Regions from separate parts of the Mus musculus genome. Here regions 1 and 3 are each linked to region 2. A link is a contact called in public Hi-C and promoter capture Hi-C data. All regions are on one chromosome and are shown on one strand. The core of a region is the stretch at or near the end of the contact, and the rest is flanking DNA. Distances in the headings are between cores, read along the strand shown. Region 1 overlaps Wnt10a (wingless-type MMTV integration site family, member 10A). Region 2 holds the start of Aamp (angio-associated migratory protein). Region 3 holds the start of Cnppd1 (cyclin Pas1/PHO80 domain containing 1).

What was found. A called contact is a pair of places that touch in the nucleus more often than the background predicts. Capture Hi-C pulls out chosen DNA fragments and counts their contacts.
Region 1: a contact with region 2 is called in a Hi-C map of CD8 T cells, with 5 times the contacts expected there. The contact joins the enhancer-like site here to the promoter of Aamp in region 2. A contact is called at or near these places in 2 of 39 promoter capture datasets (liver and pre-B cells), 1 of 484 Hi-C or Micro-C datasets (CD8 T cells), 2 of 115 datasets of contacts at active chromatin or transcription factors (memory CD8 T cells and pancreatic cancer cells) and 2 of 9 other capture datasets (adipose tissue and liver).
Region 3: a contact with region 2 is called in a promoter capture Hi-C map of liver. The contact joins the promoter of Cnppd1 here to the promoter of Aamp in region 2. A contact is called at or near these places in 2 of 39 promoter capture datasets (liver and pre-B cells), 2 of 115 datasets of contacts at active chromatin or transcription factors (memory CD8 T cells and pancreatic cancer cells) and 1 of 9 other capture datasets (liver).

The regions. Positions count from the first base shown.
Region 1 is chr1:74,801,701-74,805,679 of GRCm38.p6, forward strand. It overlaps Wnt10a (wingless-type MMTV integration site family, member 10A), which reads left to right. Exons shown (of 4, transcript NM_009518.2): 4 at 1,423-2,476. The coding sequence ends at 1,920. Among named protein-coding and RNA genes, the nearest start is that of Gm32099, 8.6 kb to the left of the region's middle. Within about 2 kb of position 1,556, at least 171 of the 459 cell types and tissues checked have an H3K27ac peak or open chromatin away from gene starts, as enhancers often do. A contact at or near this core is called in CD8 T cells, memory CD8 T cells and pre-B cells, where this site is marked.
Region 2 is chr1:74,282,691-74,286,524 of GRCm38.p6, forward strand. It overlaps Aamp (angio-associated migratory protein), which reads right to left and starts at 2,048. Exons shown (of 11, transcript NM_146110.3): 1 at 1,813-2,048; 2 at 1,196-1,351; 3 at 404-523. The coding sequence starts at 1,933. Pnkd (paroxysmal nonkinesiogenic dyskinesia) reads left to right here and starts at 2,344. Exons shown (of 10, transcript NM_001039509.1): 1 at 2,344-2,447; 2 at 3,152-3,320. The coding sequence starts at 2,381. It overlaps Gm28364 (predicted gene 28364), which reads left to right. Exons shown (of 2, transcript NR_168296.1): 2 at 1-24.
Region 3 is chr1:75,141,165-75,144,779 of GRCm38.p6, forward strand. It overlaps Cnppd1 (cyclin Pas1/PHO80 domain containing 1), which reads right to left and starts at 1,547. Exons shown (of 10, transcript NM_026977.3): 1 at 1,479-1,547; 2 at 894-1,396; 3 at 252-339. The coding sequence starts at 320. It overlaps Retreg2 (reticulophagy regulator family member 2), which reads left to right and starts at 1,622. Exons shown (of 9, transcript NM_170755.2): 1 at 1,622-1,964; 2 at 2,205-2,311; 3 at 2,759-2,789; 4 at 3,140-3,275; 5 at 3,458-3,542. The coding sequence starts at 1,699.

The DNA.
Region 1 (3,979 bases), core at 306-2,805, 520 kb after region 2:
TATGATGTCAACACGCCTAATAACCATGTGCTCAGATGTGGAAAGCAAGGCACTGGGATGACTGGCAGAGAGGCAGGCTCCATCCCCAGCCAATGGAGCTGTATTTCAGCACTTTCCTGGCAGTTGGCACTCATTCCTCCTCTCATCCTCCCCTGTCTGCCCGCTCAGCCCAGTTCTTGGGCTTCCTCGTCTATGCTCTTTCCCCTTTGGCCTCTTAGTCCACTCCAGCTCATCTTTGTTCTCCGCAGCTGATTCAGCAATTCCCATCTTGACTTAGAGTGAGGGGGAATTGAAGCATGGGTTTAGCCTCCGGTCCTATCCAGCTCCCACCCAGTCAGGTCCTGTGCATAGGACTCCTTTCCCAAGCTCCTGATACCAACCCCAGCCCAGACCAAAAGTGCCTCCTCCTTGTCCTTGTTAAACTGGTTAATTAATGGCTGCAGCCTGTGGGAAGCAGATGTTCTGGGGCTGTTGGTGTGTGGGGGGGGGAGTTGGAGTGGGGTGATGGAGTAGGGGGGTTCCCACGTGGTGTTGACACCACAGGCCACACATACAGGCTGTACAGCCCCCTAAAACCCAACACAGTGAGTTTTCTCACTTATGACCTTCTTAACCAGGTTTGGAGGCCCCAGAGCCTTGCCTTCCTTAAGAACCTTGTTTTTCCATTTCTTTTGAAATGGGGGTGGGTAGATGGGGGTGGTTGGAGAAAGTGGACAAATTCCAGTTGGGGAGGGGGTGCCTGGTGAGGGTAACACTAAGGGGTTCTATGGGAGGAGAACAAGTTGAATACTGGGTGAGTGGCAAGCAGGCTTCCCTTAGAGACCTTGGACTCATCTGCTCCCATAGGGGTGACAATTTGGCTGTCTAGGTTCTGGTCTGCATTTGGGGAATCCTTGGCACCTGTTGTCACTCAGTATGAACAGAGTAAGCTCCAGTTGGTATAATAGGACAGGACTTTCTGTCCTTTCCCCTTTTCAACTCCCTGCAAAGACCCATTGGGTACAACTGGGGATGGTGGTGGTGGGCTTTCTCACTCACTGCCTGGAGGGAGGCCAAAGTCTTTGGGGTTGGGATGTAGGGGAGAAGGCACCTCCCCGCTCCAGGGAAAGGAGAGGGAGTTTCCCCGAAGATTTGGGATCTTCAGGGCTCAGGAAGCAAGAGCCCCCAGGCCCAAGGGCCCCCACGCAGTTAGTTGCTAGAAAGGCTTGCAAGGGAGAAAGGAGCTGGAAGGAGGGAATTCCCCCGGGGGCCTAGCCGGATAGGAAGTGGTAAAAGGGAGGGCTGCAGAAGAAGTTCTGAGCCCCAGCTTCAGACCTCGGTGTTTGCTTCTGTACAATGGGAGCCGATTTCCAGCCACTGTGGCCGGAGGAGGGCTGGAACACCGGATGCCTTCCTCATCTCTCTCCGTGCCTCCCTCTGCAGGCGGTGATGGAGAACATGCGGCGTAAGTGCAAATGCCACGGCACCTCAGGCAGCTGCCAGCTCAAGACCTGCTGGCAGGTGACGCCTGAGTTCCGCACAGTAGGGGCGCTGCTGCGCAACCGCTTCCACCGCGCCACGCTCATCCGGCCGCACAACCGCAACGGTGGCCAGCTGGAGCCCGGCCCCGCGGGAGCACCCTCGCCAGCACCGGGCACTCCAGGGCTGCGCCGCAGGGCCAGCCACTCCGACCTGGTCTACTTTGAGAAATCTCCCGACTTCTGTGAGCGCGAGCCGCGCCTGGACTCGGCAGGCACTGTGGGCCGCCTGTGCAATAAGAGCAGCACGGGTCCCGATGGCTGCGGCAGCATGTGCTGTGGCCGCGGCCACAACATTCTGCGCCAGACGCGCAGCGAGCGCTGCCACTGCCGGTTCCACTGGTGCTGCTTCGTGGTCTGCGAAGAATGCCGCATCACCGAGTGGGTCAGCGTCTGCAAGTGAGCAGACCCAAGCTCCTCTGGGTCTCAAGAATGGTTGTCCTCTTGGTGCCTGGCTTCTGCCGCTAGCGGATCTGAGCCAGGCAGCAAGCAGCAGCCTTGGCTCCTGAGAGAGGTGGTTGGCTCTTACAGCCCCGAGGGTCTACAATCACCAGACAGTCCAGATCTGATTGACATTCCTCCGCTCACCTCTGTAGGTTCCCCTCTTTCTGTTCCTAGCTCAGACAGCTGGGGGTGATAGTGGAGACTGTTCCACACCCTAGGACAGGTCACCAAAGCAGCCCAGCCTGGCATGCCTACCTCCTGTCATCTCTTCTTCCCTTCCCCAGGAGTGATAGGCAATGCACTGAAGCTGATGGGCACCGGGGAAGAAAACTAAAAGGCAGAAATGGCCGTCATCGGGCTGAAGTGACTCTAAGGGCTCCAGACCTCTGCTCCTGTCTTTCACTTAACAGATATTTATTTTTGCGCTCTCTTTGAGACACTCTCTGGGGAAAAAGAAGCTCCGGAGTCTACAGGCTGATTAAGGGACATGGACAATAAACCAGTAAACACACAAACAAGGTTATTCCAGGCAATGTTATGGGTTATGGGGAAAATTAATCAGGACCCCTTGTATACTTTGATTTGTGGGAAATAGAGCCCTTCCCCCTTCCCGCTAAAACTGTCAGCCAGGAAGACTTCTGAATTGTGATAGACAAGCTGTGACCTGCAGGGTGAGAGAGAGCCATAGGGAGGTGGGGAAGGGCTTTCCAGACCCATAACTCTGAGGGGAGAGAGACCTACACTTGCTGAAGGATCAGCAGAGCAGCTTCTGTGTTTGGAGTATAAAACTCAAGGGCTGATCAGAGCGACCAGAGGATGGGGTAGCCATAAGAACTGGGTTTTATTAAAGAGGAATCTGCAGAGACTCTTAAGCAGACACCAGTTGTGCTCTGGTTCCCACACGAGTGGGGGTCTGGCCAAAAGGATGATAGTCAGAAAGAACGTTATGGTTATGGGGACCACGGCTAATACCTAGCTGAGGCCTGAGCTTGGATGACAGCAGTAGGGATGTCTAGAAGGACCCAGAGATCCAGAGTCCTCAGTGCCAGAATTCTAACCGCCCACTTTGTACCTGAGCCCTTTGCCACAAGCCAGGACGAGTGGCTGTGCCCAGCAGCAACCGATGGCAGAGACAGGAGGCACTCTGAGGGAAGCAATCCCGGGCAAGACTCAGCTCAACCCAGCCAGCGCCCCAGGGAGCAGGTGGGGCCAGGAGGTGCGGCTGGGAATAGGGTGGTGGCAGACTCACCGTCTGGAGCTGGGCTCTGGAGTCTAGGCAGGAAAGCTAGGGGTGCATAGGAAGCCATCCTGAGCCCCTCATTCCCCCAGAGCCTCAGCTGAAGATGTCAGTTAGCAGGTGAACACCCCCCCCCCCACCATCTTAGGTTCTTATGTTTCTACTAGGACGCTTGTATTCCCTGTGGTTCAAGCCTGATGACTTTCTAGAACAGAGCCCCCAGGATCTGATTTACACAGGTTTATCTACCTCATCCAGGCCTATTGCTCAGCTCCTTCACTTAATAGATGTCTCCATGTATCGCCTAGTGGCATCCATCTTGATAAACCAAGCTCAGACCGAGTCTTGTTCCAAAGGCCAGTTTGCACAGAGACCCAACCCCCACCCAACGTTTCCTTGCTCCTATCCCTTGAGGGGGTGACTCTGAAACCATACATCTCTGTTTGCTCTCCAGATGGAAGACTGGACCCACTTGCTCTCAGCTCCCTGCTGGGTGACTGTGGCATTTTAGTAGCCCCTGGGCAAGCCCAAGGTGTAGGGCTCTCTCCAGTTCTGTCACCTCAGTAGAGACTTGGGTTTGTCTCCCCACCCCACCCCCCAAACAGTCCCACAGGCAGGTGGGTGAGAGTCTCCGAGGGGAGGGAGGAGGGGTAGGCAGGAACAGACAGACACACCTGCCTCATTCCTTTCCTCTTGTTCATCCTGGAGAGAACTCTAGGGGCCGGGTTCCCCCCTTCTTCCCTCCCATCCTAGGGAGGAAGAGGTATGCTGGGGGATTGGA
Region 2 (3,834 bases), core at 798-3,297:
TACCTAAATGTTGGGGACAAGTGACCCATGCATCTAGTCACTGTTTAAAGGCAACTGAGCAGAAAAGAAAGTAGGAGGACCTCAGCAAAGAAGGGGGCCAAACTTGCTGCAGCTCCAGGGACTAGCACTCCCGTTTCCCAAGAACAGATACTACTGGCCCCACTGTTAAGCAACCAGAGCCTATCTTCTCTGTGCCTCTGTCTACTCCTACCCCAGCACCATGCTCATCTCAGCCAGCCTCTCTTGGCCTATTAGCATGTCCTGTCCAAATGCCTGCCAAACAGTTCTTCCATTGTGGGTCCCTGAATCCGGCACAAGACAGAGGCTGGTAAACGGCAGCTGGGTATTCTCAGGGGCCCCCTGCCAGGACATCCAAAGGAACACAACCTCCCCAGCCTCTCACCTGCACACTCAAAGAGCAGCTCTCCATCACCGAGCCTCCACACGAAGGCCTTGTCGTCTTCGCCCCCTGTCACTGCCAAGGTGTTGGTTTTGGGGTCCAGGCTCACACAGAACACAGACGCTGTCCCAAGACATAGTCCATGAGAATGGGGATGGAACCGGGTTCTCACCTAGAGCTCTGTCTTTCAGAACCTTCAGGAAGCACACTCCCTTTTTCCCCAAAGCCATAGCTGCTCTTTCCTGGGACAGCTGCATCCAGTTCTTGTCTGGAGCCTCAGGTTGTTAGAGAAACCCTTCCAGAGCCCACAGAGCTGTGACCTCCTCTGGAGCATAGCCCCCTGCTGTGCTGTTCCCCTTACCACGTTCTCTGAGGTGCACAGCTGACAGGACAGGCCATACCAGGCTAGGTATGAATTAAGTTATGAGAGTTTCATGAGGCTGGCATCCGAGATTATTATTAATGCCCCTTCTGGAATGTAAACTACCTTTAATTTCCACTTAGGTTACTTCCATTCACTTTCATACAAGATTTTATATATATATATATATATATATATATTTTAAAGAATACCAAGATCCAGAAAGCTAACAAAGCTGACAGACTGCTAAACAGCAGAGGTAGGATTTGAACCCAGGGGTCACACTTAACCCCAGTGCCCTATGGCCCTTCCTTTGAATATCCTGCAGGCCAAAGTAGGTGGCTTTCACTTTGGTCTCTTATAATAGCTGCCTAGGACCAACAGGCCATACTCAAAAGCCCATCTGCACTGATCTGAGATGTTCAAAGGCCTACCTGAGTGCAATGCAAAGGTGACCTCACTATCATCCGGGCCCTCCATGCTACCGACCACCCCTTCCTGGGGTTCCAAGACCCAGCCCTCGTCATTGCCCTCTTCTTCTTCTTCCTCTTCCTCAAAGTCCACGTCTTCCATCTCCTGGGCCAGATCATCTGCTTTGAGAGAAGCGTTAAAAGATGGAGCTCCAAAGATAATACAAGGAATGGGGTAAGGGTTAAAGAATGAAAAAGGTGAAGCTAGGGTGGGTCGTGTGGCCAAAGGTTAAGATGTTGTCTCACACGTACCGAGCAGGAAGAGAGCACTTGGGGGGCGGGGAGGGGGAGAGAGGCTAGGTCTGAAGATCTGGTGTTGGCCAGCGACCGTGTGGGAAGAGAGGACAGAGGGCATGATGGGAAGGGGGTGTGTGAGGGGAAGGGCTAGGGGAGGCGTCAGGGAACCCCCACCCAGCCAGGCCTAGAAACTAAAGGTGGGGGGTAGGGGAGGAGGTCTGGGAGAGAAATGTCGGTAGGAACGACCGGTAGGGAAGGGGGGAGGGGGGACTGGGGAGAAGCAGGGGTCAGAGGCCAGGGGTGAGCGCCTCTTGTCCCGTGGCCTCAGGAGCGTCAGTTCTCACCCGGGTCCGGCGGGCCTGGATCCAGCTCTACCACCTCAATGATCTCTTCATCTCCGTGAAAGCTCAGAGTCTCCAGAGGCGGGGTGTCAGCGGCCGCTCCGCTCTCCGATTCGGACTCCATGCGGCGAAAGCTACCGATCCACTTCTCTGGGCCCAAACGCCTCCCAGAGTCAGCTCTGCGCGACGACGCGGAACTCGAGCCCCTCCTCCCGGGAGGAAGTAGGCGTAGGTGACTCCCGGCCGAAAGAGCGACGGCATCCGGGCCAATGGCGACAGTGGTGGACTAACAGAGCCGCCAATCATAAGGCAGAACTAGGATGACCAGGCCGGGGCGTGGCGGGAGAGCCCAAGCTCCACCTTACATGACTCCGCCCCCAGCTGAAGGGAAACAAGCGAGCGTGCGCGCCTCCAGGGTCTCCTGGGAGGAGTAGTTCTCCGGGGCCCGCTACGCGGACTTCTGGGAAATGTAGTTTTTGCTCTGTAGGCAGGACGGAAGGCGCGGGGGAGGCCCCTTACGCAAACTACAATTCCCGACGGGGAGCGCAGTGAAGGGGGGTGGGACCCGAACATGGCGGCGGTGGTAGCTGCTACGGCGCTGAAGGGCCGGGGGGCGAGAAATGCCCGCGTCCTCCGGGGTAAGGAGAGGGACCCTCGGGAGGGCAGGGTTTTAAAAGATTCCGTTTCCTTTATATCCCACCCAGCGCGACAGCAGGAAGTCAGCATGCCAATTGCTGCCCACACCTCTCTGCAAGATCTTAGAGAGTCTGGGGGTGAAAAGATGCTCTAGAGGTCACCCAGTCCAACTCCTGCGTTTAGGTTGCGCGGCGTGTCTAGGGTCTTATTGCTAGAGAGGGTACCAAAGAAACCTTTAGACTCCCGCGCCCCAGGGGTTTCACACTCACCGCAGTGCAGAGGAAAGAGCCCTGGGCATCTGGAGGCTTGAGTTCTAGCACTGAGTAATTAGCGGTTTGACCTTGTGCGAAGCAGCTCGTCTTCGGGCTTCAGCTTCCTCTTCGACGGGATGGAGTTAGTTATCCTTAAGGATAGCTTAAGGTCCTGCAGTTTTAAAACAGTTCCCCGGATTTCCTTCATACGTATGTCTCCGGTGAGTTCCTCTGCAGTCCTTCCCAGCCTGACTTCTGAATAGAACAGCAGCGAAGCTCACTGCCTTGGCACCAGGGTGAGGAGCCCGCAGTGACGTTTAAGTAGCCTTCCAAAGGTGTCACCCGATGGCGATTTTCCCATTTCTCTTTAGATTCTTCACTGCACTTGTTACTCCAGACTGCAGTCACTCCCCTTCCTCATCTCCCATACTGACATGCCATACTTTCATTCACAGGGATCCTCTCTGGAGCCACAGCTAACAAGGCTTCCCAGAACAGGACCAGAGCACTGCAGAGCCACAGCTCACCAGAATGCAAGGAGGAGCCCGAGCCCCTCTCCCCTGAGCTAGAATACATTCCCAGAAAGAGGGGCAAGAACCCCATGAAAGCCGTGGGGCTAGCCTGGTGAGTTTAACTGCTCCCTTTGCCTACCAGTGGGGAGTGCATTGAAAGGTGTGGGGACCTAGAAACTTCTCTGAAATGCGGGTGGAGAGCTGAATCCAAGGGAAGGAAATTGCTGGAGTCAAGGGATGGACTCTCAGAAGGGGGGGGGGGGCTAGGGTGGAAAAATATGTAAAATTGGGGGATAGTGGCTTTTCTGTGGAGCAAATTGAGCTGATCTGATTTGAATTTGAGTCACTGGATTCATCCTTCCCTTTGGGAGCAGGGGTCACATTCCAATCCCAGTAATTAAGTGTCAGATTGCGTTGTGTAGAAGCTAGACGTGTTTCTGTGAATTCTGTGGATCTGATTCTGGCCTTAATACATATTACTGATTATCACTCACTAAAGTAAAAGGAAGGGAAATTAACATTTTTTTCCATCCAATGTCTGAGGTATGACAATACTTTGCCATATAACGTTTGAAGCTTTCTGAGGTAAACCTTGCATTTCCATCCCTCCAAGGAGGGAACAGAGG
Region 3 (3,615 bases), core at 297-2,796, 860 kb after region 2:
CCCGCTTCTGACATCACTGAGGGCTCCCAATAGAAGACTAGACAACTAGAAACCAGATGGGACCCCAGTCTAATCACTAGCAGTTCCCCTCTTATAACCTGAGGCTTTGCCTTCAGGCCCAAGTGGCATTGCTCTCAACAATAGCCCACTCCAGGGCATAACAAGTAAGAGAGCTCCCATTCCGCTCGGGTCTGGAGGAGAACGCCTGGGAGTTCTGACTCCCAGAGGCAGAGAACAGGCGGACCTCTCACCATGAAGTCTTGGAAACCGGTGAGGGAGAAGGCGCCTTCTTCGTCCAGCAGGAGCCCAGTCAGGTCCATCGCACTGTCAGCCGCCACCCTGCGAAGGTGGAGGGAAAGGGAAGGAATCGTAAGTGACCCCAGAGCCGTGCTCACCCGTTGGCCCACCTCTCCCGAAAGGGCCACCGCCCGACTGCGCGCAGCCTCCTCCCTTCTCGCAGGCGGCCGTGGGACGCCTCTTCCTGTTCCGCGTGCGACTGGGCCTCCCGGCGCCCGACGACAGGCGCGGCGCTCACCAGGCGAACCAGGAGGTACGAGGGCCAGCAGTGTTCTCAGCCCGTGCCGCGTTCGCTAGGCGTTTATAAGCTGCGGGAGTGAGTGTCACCGACGAGTCTGCGCGCCCGGCAGGAAGTGCCTCCTGCCTTGCCCAACCTGAGAGCTCCGGGTCTCCGGAGCTATGAGCACCGGGGGCAATTGTAATACGGTTCCCAGGGGACCGCGACACACCAAGGGTGAACGCGCTGACCAGGCTTTGTAGTCGTGGTACAGATAGTAACGAGCCTAACACAAAGGCAACGCGGCGAGTTGTTTCCTGGGTTTTAGGGAAGACGCACTCAATCAGCAATGCCCAGGAAAGATGAACAAGAAACTTACCGTAGGTGGGAGAACTGTGAACAAGGTGGGAGGGAATCTGTTGAATCTTTATGCCCCTTAGAAGTTTGAAACTGTAACACTCGAATACATACTGTATTCTGTATGGTTACTCCAGCAATTAAATGATCTCAAAAGATATAAAGCCTCAATGTACGATGTTAAACAGGTCTCCCCAAAGCAAACAGCGCCTGGATGTTTTATTTCCAAACACTCCTTCCACACAATTTGCGGCTGAGAGATTTTGGGAAGAGAGAGGGCCGACGCTCCAAGAAGGAAGAAACAACTTTTCGAAGTTGGTGAAGCTGCTTTGAAGTCATTAAAGTCACGCGCTGGTGTTTGTTTATCCGCTGAGGGGAGGGGACTGGAGGCGAAGAGGGTTGAGTAATGGGGATGGCACCGCCCTTCCCGATCCCAAGCAGATTGTAGTCAAGATCCTGGGGGCCTGAAAGCCCACTCACTGCCTCTGGGCAGTGCCTCACGCGACAAAGAGGTCTCCAGCCGCCCTGTAAACACCGGGAGAAGACCTCAGGCCTCGCAGCCTCAACGCCCGCCCCGGATCACCCCTCCAGCACCCTGGAAGCACACCTTCGTGGGTGCAGGATCACGACAGCGGCCAACGCGCACGCGCGGGCGTCCCATCCGGGCTGTTAGGGCACGTCACGTGGCATCGCGCTTCATCACGTGACGCTTGACCGCAGGTTTTTTTGCTCGCCCGTGCGTGCGCCCCCTTCCGTCTGACGCGCCCCCGGCGGCGGCCGCGCAGCCCTGGCTCCTCGCGGGCTCGGGCAGCGGCTGCGGCGCGGTGATGGCGAGCAGCGGTGGCGGTAACACCGGCGCGGGTGGCACCTCGGGGCTGGGCCTGGGCCTGGGGCTGAGCCTCGGCATGGGTGAGGCCACTGGCGACGCGGAGGAGGAGGCGGCCGCAGCCGAGGCAGTGGGACGTTTAGCTACGTCCCTGTGGCTGCGGCTCCGCGGCTGGGAGGCGGTGCTGGCGGCCGCACAGCGACTGCTGGTTTGGGAGAAGCCGCTGCACAGCCTGGTCACGGCGGCCACACTCAACGGCCTCTTCTGGTAACGGCCACGGAGGAGGGGGCGGGGCCGGGCTGCGCGGGAGAGCGGGGGCGGGAGGACCGGGTGCTCCCTCCCTTGGAGGGCTGTCAGCGTCTGGGGCGGTGATCCTGCACCAGGTGGCCCCATTTTTTAGTCTCTTAGTGACTGGGTGAGGCTTAGAGGGCCATCTCCCCATCCATGGGTCTTTCTGTGATTTTCGATGGATTTGGGAGCCTCAACTGAGATGCCTGTCTCCCTAAGGTTGTTGTCTTCGTCGTCCCTCCGGCCCTTCTTCCTGCTCAGCATCTCACTTTTGACCTATTTTCTACTGGATCTCTGGCATCCTCGCTTTCTCCCTGACGTTTCAGGTGAGTTTCTTCATTCCACATGCACTGTATGCACCTGCTCCGTGCATCACCCTGCTACTTGAGGGGAGGCACAGGAAGGCCATTTATCTCCTAAGGCATCCTGTATGCCCTTCCATCGTTTTTTTTTTTTTTTTTTTTTTTTTTAAGAAAATTGCCTGAAATGAGAATTGTTTCTTTTCCAAAATTAATGTTCTTGTGAGTTTAGTAGTCAAAACTATATAGCATTTAAAGCTGGGTTCAGAAACAGCATATCGTACACCTTGTAGTTGGTGGGTAAAGGGAATGCTCTGGACTTCACATAGTGGTTCAGGCCTGGAAGCGAGAGACAGAGGGATTACTGAAAAATTGAGACCAAGAATGTTAAAGAGAGGCAGCTCTTTCTGACTTTGGATCTGTCTCTAAGTGCTTCTTGTATTCTTAACTTACCCCACACCCTTTTCTCCATAGCACCACCCCCTGAAGAACCACACTCTGACAGGTGAGTATAGGCCACCTTTTAAAGAAGATGCCCAAATGTGGTCTGCTTGCTGTGCTCAGCTCAAAGAGGAGCAGGGCTGTGGCTTGTGCAGGCATAGGCCCAGTGTAATGAAGGGACTTACAGCAAGCAAAAGTATGCCTGGCTCTAGGCTTCTTTGTATGCAAACGCTGTGTTCCTTCTCCCGTGGAGGTAGAGGGTTGAGTACCCTGGGAATTTACATCCCAGGATGAGGATGCCTTCCTTTGGGGGAGGTGGGGCCTCCAGAGTGAGATCTCATCAGCAGTCTCAAAGTGACTTGAGTGTCTTAGCTGGTTTCTGAGGCCTCCAGGGGTCATGTCATGTCTCCCCAGTGAGGGTGCGGGGTCAGGCGCCCAGCCGCACCTGCTGAGTGTGCCCGAGTTGTGCAGATACCTGGCTGAGAGCTGGCTCACCTTCCAGATTCACCTGCAAGAGCTGTTGCAGTACAAGAGGCAGAATCCAGCTCAGGTAAACCCCATCCTGAAATGGTTGCAGGAGTCGGGCTGGGAGAGAGTGACGCGTGCAGTGACTGTTGTAAATTTCCTCAACTGGTTCCCATTTTTTTCCACCACATGAATAGTTTCTCCCCTGGTGACTGTGCACATGGTGTAAGCCTGTGTTCTTCACTGCTCCTGTGCTCTTCCCTGCAGTTCTGCGCTCGGGGCTGCGCTGCCTGTGCTGTGCTGGCTGTGTTGGGACACTATGTTCCGGGAGTTATGATTTCCTACATTGTCTGTGAGTGGAGCTCATTCCTGCTCTTTCCAAAGCCCTGTCTAGTCTTCTTTTCCTGGGTTGACCCAAAGGAAAG